Regions from separate parts of the Mus musculus genome. Here region 1 is linked to region 2. A link is a contact called in public targeted proximity ligation data. All regions are on one chromosome and are shown on one strand. The core of a region is the stretch at or near the end of the contact, and the rest is flanking DNA. Distances in the headings are between cores, read along the strand shown.

Region 1 (5,335 bases), core at 2,224-4,723, 83 kb after region 2:
CATTACTTTCATTCTTTTCCTTTCTTTTTGACCCAAGCAACATTCCACATTCCACATTCCTAATGCATGGGAGTCATTTAACCTCTGAACTGTTCCAAGACTGTCTCCAAACAGTCCTTCAGATTTACTACAGCAAAGAAACCACAGGGGTTAAACCAGTGAGCTGTCTCCTCTAGGGAGCACCAGCGAACCCTGTGGGGTTTGCAGTTCCAACTCTGCAGGAGCGCTCTCAACCAACATTCCAGGCTCCTCTTGAACACTGATGGAGAGAGACCCCGCCACTTAGATCTGTTTAAGATCGGGACAGAAAAATAATGTCCTGAGCCATCTGCAAAACTCAGAACGGAGACAACCGAGAACTTCTAATGTCACTGAGATGTAAGGGTTTTAAACACTAGCTTCTGGGAAGAGTTCTCTGCAGAATCAGCAGTCTTCAGTCCCCTGGCCCTGGAGCAGTGCCCTGCCACTGTCTCCTTCACTTACAGAGAATGGAAAGCAGGTACTCTTCATGGACAGCACTAACAGAGTCATCCAATTTCAACTACCCTTCTCAAAGGAGAAAAAGCAGACAAGTCAGGAGTCAGAAGACCAACAGGGGAGAGGAACTGAGGTTGGTCACATCTCGTTTCTCTGCCCCTAGATGCGGACAACTCCCGACCCTCTACAGCCCTACCCCTTCATTCTGAAGGGGGAGACTCAGACCAAAGTCAAATGGGGGATTTTCAGTTCTTGTGTTATCCAAGGGTAAACCCAAGAACATAAGATGAGACTTAACTAAGGCAAAGGAAATAGGTCTGTCCAAACTCACCTGCACGCACAGACAGGAGAAGGGGTGGAAGCCAGGGCAGGGGCAGACAGTGACTCCTATCACTGAGACATGCAAACTTAGAAAGTAGATTTGATTGTCTGGCTTTCGAGCCTTTCTGGGGTAAGATATTATTTTATAATTTTAAGAATGAAGTCAACTTTTTTTTTCTTTGCCATATAAACTAGGTTATAAAAAGAACATAGGCAAAAACAAAAACAAAAACAAAACAAAAACAAAAAAAAAACCCACATAGGCCTCCACAAGTCAAAGGACTTTTTTTTTATCTATTAACTGCTGAAATATTCTCACCAGAAGTGCTAGGTATGATCGGTGTAAATCCTAGCCCTCCAAGAAGTGAGGAGATTTAAGAATGGGAGGTGAAAATCCTGAGTCAGGAGTCTGCGTGTCAGCTTCTGCTCTGTAGCAAGCCCCACACCCCTCAGCCATCTGACGAGTCATTACAAGGCCACCACTGAACATTCATAATGACTTCCATTGCCAACTTTCTCATCAGGCACCTGCCCCATTCACTCGTCATCCTGGGAGCTCGATGCTCAAGGAATATTTTCAGTTCATGAATTGCATGAAGGACCTCTTTCTCTACAGACTGACAACTTGAAGCTGCACTATTTAACACAACAGCGCAACAGTACATGTGGCCACTGAGCAACAGTGATGTCTATCTTCAGTACATCTAAAATATTAAATTATATCCACGGCTCCCATCTGTGGCCCTCACACTTCCACAGGACAGTGCTGCTACAGAGAGAGCCCACAGGCACACCCTTGGAACGTTGCTACAGATAACACTACTCAAATAAGAGGTCATCAACATGGAGAAGCCAATTAAAGAGTTTATGACATTCTGGAAAACTGATTCATGTACACAGACAACCTGAACTCGGCTTAAGCACTCAACACAAAAACATCATAAAGGTCTGATGTGATGCGCCACTCAGGTCTGCCATGATAGAAGCACCGATCGGAGACATAGGGATAAAGAGACGGGGAGAAAGGGAAAGGGAGAAGGAAAAGGAGGAACGAGAACGAGAAGTCAGAGGGGATGGTGACAGACAGAGCCAGGCTGTGGAGAGCTAGAAGGGAAGAGAGAGGTGAAAAGCAGTGTATGGTGGGGTGGGCTAGCCAGGTTTGCACAGCTCAGAGCAAGACTCAAGGCCAAAGTGGGAAAGCCAGGGTGAGGATCAGACTCACTGAAACCAAGGGCAACTCAGAGAAACCAGCCCCCACCTGCCTGTAGCATATCCCATGTAGCATATCTGCCTCTGCACATTCAGATGAAGACCCACTATGTGGCTCCCTCACTTCTCTGACTTGTCTTTGTCAGGATCCACAGCCTCCAGTTTAAGTGTAATTCCAAGTTCAGAGAATCTTAAACAAATCACTCCCCGCTTCCCAAACCAAGAAAAATGGGTCCATCTCACTCTCTCATTTTGCATCTCAAAAATTCATATTCTGTTTAGTTACAGATGCGATCTTATTTTCATTCTTAAAGGCCAAATACATTATTACATAACAACTGGTAACTCCCAGAGTAGTGCCTGCAACGAACTTGTTCTCAAAGCTCCCGTGTGATTGAGTTGTCTAGCACTCAGAACATGTTGTCCTAGGGATAAGACCAACCATGAATGAACTAATGACATGAAATGCTATAGCCTACCTCCTTTTCCTTGTGTCTGAATTATAGTAGAGTCCTATCCTGGGAGCTGTGGTGTGGTGTTGCTGGGAGAGAAAGGACAGACAAACAGAAAGTCCTCTAGCTGCTGGGGGAGGTGAAAGTAAGGAAGTGAGCCATTCATTCATGAGCAGGAGCTGCTGGGAAGTAGAGGACACATCAGAAGAATGTTCACTGAAGAGAAACTACATTTCCCATAATGCACCCAGTCAACGAAGACTTGAGTGACAAGCAGCTGAGAGACCCAGGCAGTAAGCAGCTCAGACTGAAAGGCAGCTTGGGCCCTCCCCTCCCTTTTCTTCTTAGAGGCCTAAGGTGCTACATCGGAGGCTTGCAATTTTCTCAATTATGACACAATGGCGTCTCAGTACATTTTCTCTAAGTACTTCTAGGGCATGGAAAATACCTAACAATTCCGTGTGTTCAGTAGTTAGAACCAACTAATTTGGTAAATATTTATGTCCCAACAAATTGGTAGTCACCTGGGAAGAAAAAAAAAGATATAAATTGTTGGGACAGTAAAGTTTTATTTCATCGTTAAAGAAGCACAATTTCCATAGTATCTGATACTCCTAGGTACATACGGTTTCTCAGAGGTAGGATTTAAGTTTGATTCTGGCACCCTATTTTCTGCTCCACATTTAAAAAACAAAACAACAACAACAAAAAAAAAAAGACCCATGGTACTGGGTTTCTCAGTACAGCAAATCCCCAAAGCCGAGCTTTGGAAAGGTGTGACATCATTGAAAGGCATGTAGTATGATCTCACGCTGGAACTATGAACTACCCTAACCCAGCAGTTACACAGTGGCTGACAAACCCCAGGTAGCTTTGTGTTTGCTTCCAAAGAAGAAAATTACCACAGCTCAGTCACCCTGTGAATTCACAAGGACAAGCCAAGGACACCCCAAACAACTGTGTGGGAACTGCAAGACTAGCATCTTCTCGACGCCACATTAAGACGACCCTTGTTAATTTACAACTTAAAAGCATGTAGCTAAAGGGCCCTGGGCTAGGTCCTGAAGTAAGCAGCCCCCACCTACTGAAAGTGGGCTTCCTAGGGTTCCAGGAAGCCTGTGGGAAGTGACACATTATGGGATGGCTGACTGATACTCTGAAGCTCCGAGACAGAAAAGAGGAGGATGCAGCCGGCGCCACTTCTGTGCTAATCCACTCTGTGCTGTGCTAGAGAACACCTTTCTTTTCCAGACAATATACTTCGGTCATACTCTTTCTCTTCCCCCAATTCCTTCCCGACCCTCCCTACTTCCTTACCCAGCCAACTCATGATGTTTTCTCTCTCAAAACAAAACAAGCAAAGCTTTAAAAAAAAAACTTTAACAAAGACAAAAATAATAAATAACAGTAAAATTAAAAAGCCCATAGAAAGAGCATGGAGTCCATTTTGTGTTAGCCACCTACTCCTGGGCATGAGGCCTACCTTGGAGTATAGTTGGTATACTCAGTGACACTCCACTGAAGAAAACTGATTTTCCTTCCCCCCAGCCAGAATCTATTTCAATTATTTTATGATGTTTGAGACACTCGAAGTGATGGAAATGATGTATACAGATACAGCATGCCTTTTGCCCTCTTCTCCAGGCAGCAGTAACCTCCCTTTGGCCCAATCCAATGTGGGATTTCCTGGTTCCATCTAATCCACCCTCACCACCACGTGATCTAGCCAATCTTGCCTCCCTTCTCGAATGGCTTTGTTGGCATGGCTTCCAAGGTTCCCTCTATCCTGGCTCTCCTCCTGCCTCACTGGTTACAGCTGCTCAGGTTCCTCTTCCCAGCGTTGATTTCCCCCAAGGCTCAGGTCTTGGCCAGCTTCTCCATCCTCATCACCCTTGGCCAGGGTTTAGTAGCCCCATGATACCTAATATCCTCTCTCTGCTGTTAACACTCACATCTTGATCCCTGGCTCAGTCTACTCTAGACCTCCAGTCTTTCATATCCAACTATATATGCAGCAGTCCCACGTGACAACCTGAAAGGTGCCCCATATATGTATGAAGCAGAACGTTCATCTCCTACTCACTCTTACTGCTGAACAAGGAACTCTCGGCCATCCCTACTGAATGCACTAACACCAATCTAAATGTCTTATCATTCCCAAGTCATGGGTCGGGTCGGTTCAGCAAGATTACACTAACCTTCCCCCTGCTGTGGCCATTCTCTCCAACCAGAGAGTTCTCAGCACAGGAAGCCACATCCTCTTCAGAAGTGTAAATTATGCCATCTGGATCCATTGTTTAAAACCTTTTACATATGTTTCTGTGACACTTAAAATCTCTGACCTTCCCACCTGAATCTCTAAGGACGTAAGGAATCTCAGGTTATCTGAACCAATACCTATGTGCCTGCTCTTCTCTCTTAATCAGGACTTCAGGGGTCTCACTGCTCACTGGACTCGTAAAAGCCCAACCCCCTCTACAATATTCAAAATGGCACTTGTTCCTCCCATGATACTTACTAGTCCACGAGTACATCTCAGGGACTCCCTAGTGATGGCTACCCCTAGTGGGATGTAGGATTGAGTGTCATCATTTTGCCTTAGTCATGGAAGCACACACTTCATGGGCTCTCAGTCCCTTGCCGGAGCAACTGCAAGAAGAATGGGAGATGCGGCTAGCGTCCTCCACATTACCTCGGACTTGGCCAGTCCATTAGATAAATGAGGATGAAAGAGAGAGATGGAAAAGGAATGTACACTCCTCAAGTCTGACCTTTAGTAGAAAAAAGGAAAATCTGCAATCCAGCATGCAGATGGGGCATCAACCATGATCCCTTACAAGAGACTAGAGTTATCAGGAAATACTCACGAATCAAAT
Region 2 (5,585 bases), core at 819-3,318:
ACTAACACTAGTAAAACCTAGACAGAACATGGTGACGTGTATCCCATGTCAATCTCTCTCTCACTTCTGGGAATTTTGGGTGCAGAAGGCATGCTTGTTTGTTCATTCATTCATCTATTTATTCAGGATCTAACTGCCTGGTAAACTAAATCAAGAGAACTGTAGCACAAACTGGTGAAGAATAAAATATCATTTTTAAAAAAAGGTTCTGAAGAAACTAAAGGGTAGATGGTGGTAGGGATGATCACAATGATGATATTGAAAGCAACGCATGAGAATGCACATCTACCTGAGTCTTTCTATAGAAAAGACTAAGTGACTTATTGTTCATTCAGTAGCCTTGAGTACAACTCACTGGTATTCAGCAATGTACAGAAACCTATGCCATACACACACCCTTGTAGGAACACAGACAGACAGTGCTTCAAGCGCAGTAAGAAATAGATAAGAACGTTCATCACTGAACAAATTCCTATGCAAACCTGACCTTTTATAAGACCAGTTTCTACCGGACAACATACTTTGGAAGTACAACACATATAGCTGGCCTACAGCTCTTTTCGAAAAACTCTTCCCCAGTAGTCTATATTGTCATCTTGCAGAACTACAACTACATCACAGTACTTACTTGTAGAGTCTGACCAGCCAGCAACAGCCCCGGGCAAACAGCAACTGTTCTCTCCTTTCACTCTCCAGTAAAAACATTACCACGAAGAAGACAGAAGTTTGGGTACTTGGTCAGGCGGGCTCTGCAGAAGAGGCCAGAAAACTTGCCCCAGCAAAGTCACTGAGTCCCATTTGATCTGTGATTATGGGCTGAATAAATTTGGCCAAATCACTTCAACCAGCACGGTAACATAGAATGGTGAGATAGAATGAACTAGCTAGCTCCTGGCCCTGTGAAAACCCAATGTTCAACAAATGCTAATTTCCCTCCACCCCTCCAATTCACATCTGAAAAACCTTAAACTCTTATAACCTAAGAAAACTACCTTGAAACTAGAATTAGTGATAAAAACAATTACAAGGGTTCTTCTATGAGAAACAGATGTATCCCTGCCCCCACGAGACTCTGAATTCCAAATGTAATGAACCAGGAAGAAAGATTAGATACAATGTATACAACTTCTTTGTTTTACAGACATTAAAGCTCAAATCCACAGAGGTAAAGTGACTGCCCAGCCAAGCAATATCACAGTCAGTCCATGCACAAAAAAAGTTGCTGGCACACAAGTGAACCTGCTTTCTTCTGTATCCTGCTACCTTTATTGGCTATAAATTAAGAGTGAGGCTTACTAGGGTAAACACTTTGGAGGCATATAAAAATATCTTTCACCATCAAAACAGTGAAGAGAACATGGTAGGACCTACCTAGTGAGCAGTGGGTTTAGAAGTGTTCCTGAAAGGTAGAGAGCTGGATGAAAGGAGGGTTGACCAGAGAGCAGTGGACAGGACAGGAGAAACAATGCAATGGTAGAGATGCCACATTTTAGCTGTGCCTAAAGATCAATCCATTTAAAAGTGCAAGTGAGATCTGAAAACTGTCCCAGAAAGGTATCTCTCTCTGCCTTTTGTCTTCACAGGCAAAGCACTCAAAATCCTTCCTTCCCACAGATAAGACAGGTGCTCTGCCTCTGCAGAAGCAAAGAGGGCTGGAGACTGCTGAGCCTCAGTCACATTTTACACAAAGAGATGGGGGGGGGGGGGAGAATTTGCCCATGTTCTTAAACCTGAAGTTGGAGAAGAACCGTGATTAACCACAGGTTTCAATAGAACAGGGCAGGCTTGCATCTCTGCCAAATGTAAATGTGCCATGAAGCCAGCATAGGGGTTACTCTGGAACAGCAAGCCCCTTGCAAAGAAGAGGAGAAAAGGTTTCATTTGAGCATATCAAGCTTGACAGAAGAGTTTTTTTAAAAAGATTTCCATCTCAAAGGAAGTTTACAAGTAGTGGGTGAGGCTAGGGGCTCTTCTTTCCTGGCATTGTAAGAACAGCAGAACAATCATCCAATTAGCAGTTATGGGCTGAGGGAATTCCTTTGCATTGTGGCCTTACTTTCTTTGTCTTTTGCTCTAAAGAAAAGCTCTGCCTTCAGGGGTCTGGAATAATGGAAGGGATCCTCGCTGTGTCAATGAGTTTGGATGGAGCCCCTGGCACGGAGACTTCACTTCGCCTGGTAATATAGCATCAGAAGCAACTGTCCCTAGTTAACCCGCTCTTATTCTCTCCAGCAGGAGCAGCCCTGGGGGAGACAGAAAATGGGCGTCTGGAGTGAAGACACTCAGGCCTTCTTATGCCAAATGCTTGCTCACAGGCCTAGAAAAATTAAAAATATCACATAACCAATATTGAACTCCATTCAACAACTACTTGGGAGAGGCCCAGTTCACATGGGTCTTTCAAACCCTCCCAAAAACTTTATCTCTCCCAGACAAGCCACAAGTAACACATTTCTCCACAGCCATCAGAGCCTCTAACAGTCAGACTTAGGAAGCTGGTGACCATCGTTCTTCCTGTATCCCTCAACCATGAAGGACACAGTAACCCTGAGAAAGCAGAAATGTAGCCCAGTCACAGGAAGTACTTTCTAGAAATCAGAAGGGATGGAGGACTCTTTGTGAAGCACAGAGCTGTTATCTTTGGAAGAGATCAAGGAGGACCAGGTGCTCAGCATACAGCAAATGATTCAGGATGGAGAAGAGGGAGATGTCTAGTCTCCCTACGTAATGTGAAATGGGGGTGGTATAAACTTAACTTCTCTAAATCATACAGACAAAGAAGTAAATGAGTTACCAAATCCCTCCCAGCTTAAACATGTCTAAATAAACACTGCATTTACTCTTCTCATCAAATTAAATTTCAAAAGTGCTATAAAAGAAAATTAAATTTAATATGATGACAAGACATAACATACGTGACATACACAGTAAGTTTCTTATATACAATCTATTATAAACATCAAAAATATAATTCAAAAAATCCAAATTCCCAATAACAGCATGTAATATAAAGAATGCTTCACTGTCTCCATGAAGATATAAATATAGATACATACATGTTCCTAGGAATGAAAAATAAATATAGCAAAGAATGTTGATGCTTCTAACTACTTTATAGTTTACTGTAGTTTCATCTTCTGCATTATTGATACTTTATTGGAGGGAGGTACACTGGGTGGCAGAGGACGTTGAGAAGGACCGGTTAAACTTATTACAGAGCAGATTCGAAAGATCATGACCTCAGATATATAATAATTAGCACATGAGGTCATTATAAACTAATAAGGAAAGGGATCAATAAAAAGTGAAAGGGCAACCTGTGACACAGCTGAGTGGGAAAGGAATGTTGATTTTCCATTTGCGTTATAAATGTTTCTGATGATCTGCTGCTGAGGTAGAAAGCCATTTTGTAACTTGGCATTCTCAAAGCAATAACATTGCTTTCTATGGCTCTCGGAATTGAATGGTCTGTGTGGAGTCTCCTAGGGCAGTGCAGTCAGATGTACCTGAAGGCTGGATGGATATCTAAAGCCACTCCCCTCCATGCTGCCAAGGATGCTAGCTGTCAGCACTGGGCTCAGCTGGAGCCACAGTGGGAGCACAGGGCCATGGCTCATGACTTGGGCATCTCACAGAATGGTGGCCATTCCAAGAGGTGGAAAGCGGAGCCTTTCATATCAGTTAAGGACCACGCCATTGGGGCTTGAGAGATGGAAGTGGGAAGCAGGAAGTGAGCAGCAGGGCTGGGTGTAAAGCCTTTGCTGTACCAACATTGAGATCTGACCTCAGAGCCCCAGCACCCATCTAAAAACTGGACGCGACCACTGAGAAAGCAGAGACATGTGAGTTTGGGGGACTCACTGAACAGCCAGTGGAGCTAAAACACTGAGTTTCTGATCCCATGAGAAATCCTGTTTCAACAGGTAAAATGAAGAGGGATGGAGAAAGATGTCTAATGTTGTCCTTTGTCCTCCACATATGCAAGTATGGATGAGTATGCTTATACACACACACACACACACACACACACACACACACACACACACACACGAGGGGGGGAGGGGGAGGGGGAGGGGGAGGGGGAGGGGAAGAGGGAGAGGGAGAGGGAGAGGGAGAGGGAGAGGGAGAGGGAGAGGGAGAGGGAGAGGGAGAGGGAGAGGGAGCAAGCCAAGCTCACTTCTGCTTTGTTACTGGCCACACAAGTCTCAAGACCCACCAAGGTTCAGAAGGCAAGACAAACAGACTCTTTTCTTGGCTGTGGAATAGCACAGGGAGTGGGGAGCCATGGCTTCTGGCATCACTGGCAAACACAACCCCAGGAAAATAAAAGGCAAAATATTAAAAGCAAAATACAAAGCAACAAAAACAGAGATGCATTTGAATTTTTATTTCCTTTGCGATACAGTGACAAAATAAACACTATTACTATAAAAAAATATGTTGGCTTAATCAGGGTGACAAACAGAATTAAAAAGCTAACATAAGACTGGGAAATTAAGTAGAATTGTATATAAAAGCAATGAAGAGTTTTTATAAATCAGAACTATCGACAAGAATTTGAGGCTTAAACAGTTCCTAAAAGAAGGACCCAAGAGATGAGACAAAAATAGACAACATTATGCCTGCAGGTTGAGCTGACAGTGTAATGTGTGATATAAACCTATTGGGAAGGAAATTCTTAGCATGATAAAGGGTATTTAGAATATTCATTCGGCTCTGTAATCTATCTTGAAGAAATAAATGAAGGCTTACACCATCACTTAAGTGCTACTTACAATGATATAATTTTAATTTCTAAGAGTCCTTGATTAAATAAGCTGTGACTTCAGTACAATGCACGTGTTGGAAATTCTTCTGAACTTCAATTTTTATTTTTAAAAAGAACACTGAAGTACACACAAATTTATAACACATTATAAGGATAAGGAATATGAAACTTTAATAGAGTAAAATCAAAATGTATACCCACATATCCGCAGTCTAAAACTATTAATGACTCTTATCTCCCTATCTATGATGCACTAACAGGTCACTTTATTTTATTCTATATTCAATATTATAAAAGCTTTTACAGTAAACATGCAGACATTGATTTTTAAGGGGAAAATGCTATTTAAAGAAAAGAAAAACCAATGTAATATAAAGTAAGAGACTAACAAGGTCACATGCTATCGAGTCACTGCCAAAAGATTAAAAGCAAGAGAAGCACAGCCCTGCAGCCGGTGACCTGGGAGTCACTGACCCATCCCATGGCCCGTTCATCAGCAGCCAAGTCACTTTCCCAGGCACCCATCCCAGTCATGGCATAGATTCCTATGCAGTTGTGCAGTGGTAAAGCTGCCAGCTTTCTTCTCCCCAGATCAATAATTCACCCATTTGTTTTCAGTGCTGAGCCTTTTTATTTTGCTTCATTATTGTTGATGATGATTTGGTTTTTTTAGGCAGTCTTGCTACACAGCCCCATCTGACCTGGATTCACCAGGAAGTCCAGCTTGGCCTGGATCTCTCAGTCCCCCTACCTTAACCCCAGTGCCAGGATTATACTCACTTTCTACCATGCCCTGTTTTCAAATACAGTATGTATT

The links.
Region 1: a contact with region 2 is called in a targeted proximity ligation map of embryonic stem cells, with 2.2 times the contacts expected there. A contact is called at or near these places in 10 of 484 Hi-C or Micro-C datasets (cumulus cells, embryonic stem cells and nephron progenitors) and 8 of 130 datasets of targeted methods (embryonic fibroblasts, embryonic stem cells and pancreatic cancer cells).

What each region holds. Positions count from the first base shown.
Region 1 is chr19:28,646,343-28,651,677 of GRCm38.p6, forward strand. The region is part of intron 2 of Glis3 (GLIS family zinc finger 3); the gene reads right to left. Among named protein-coding and RNA genes, the nearest start is that of D930032P07Rik, 29 kb to the right of the region's middle.
Region 2 is chr19:28,564,808-28,570,392 of GRCm38.p6, forward strand. All of the region lies in intron 2 of Glis3 (GLIS family zinc finger 3), which reads right to left. Among named protein-coding and RNA genes, the nearest start is that of D930032P07Rik, 110 kb to the right of the region's middle.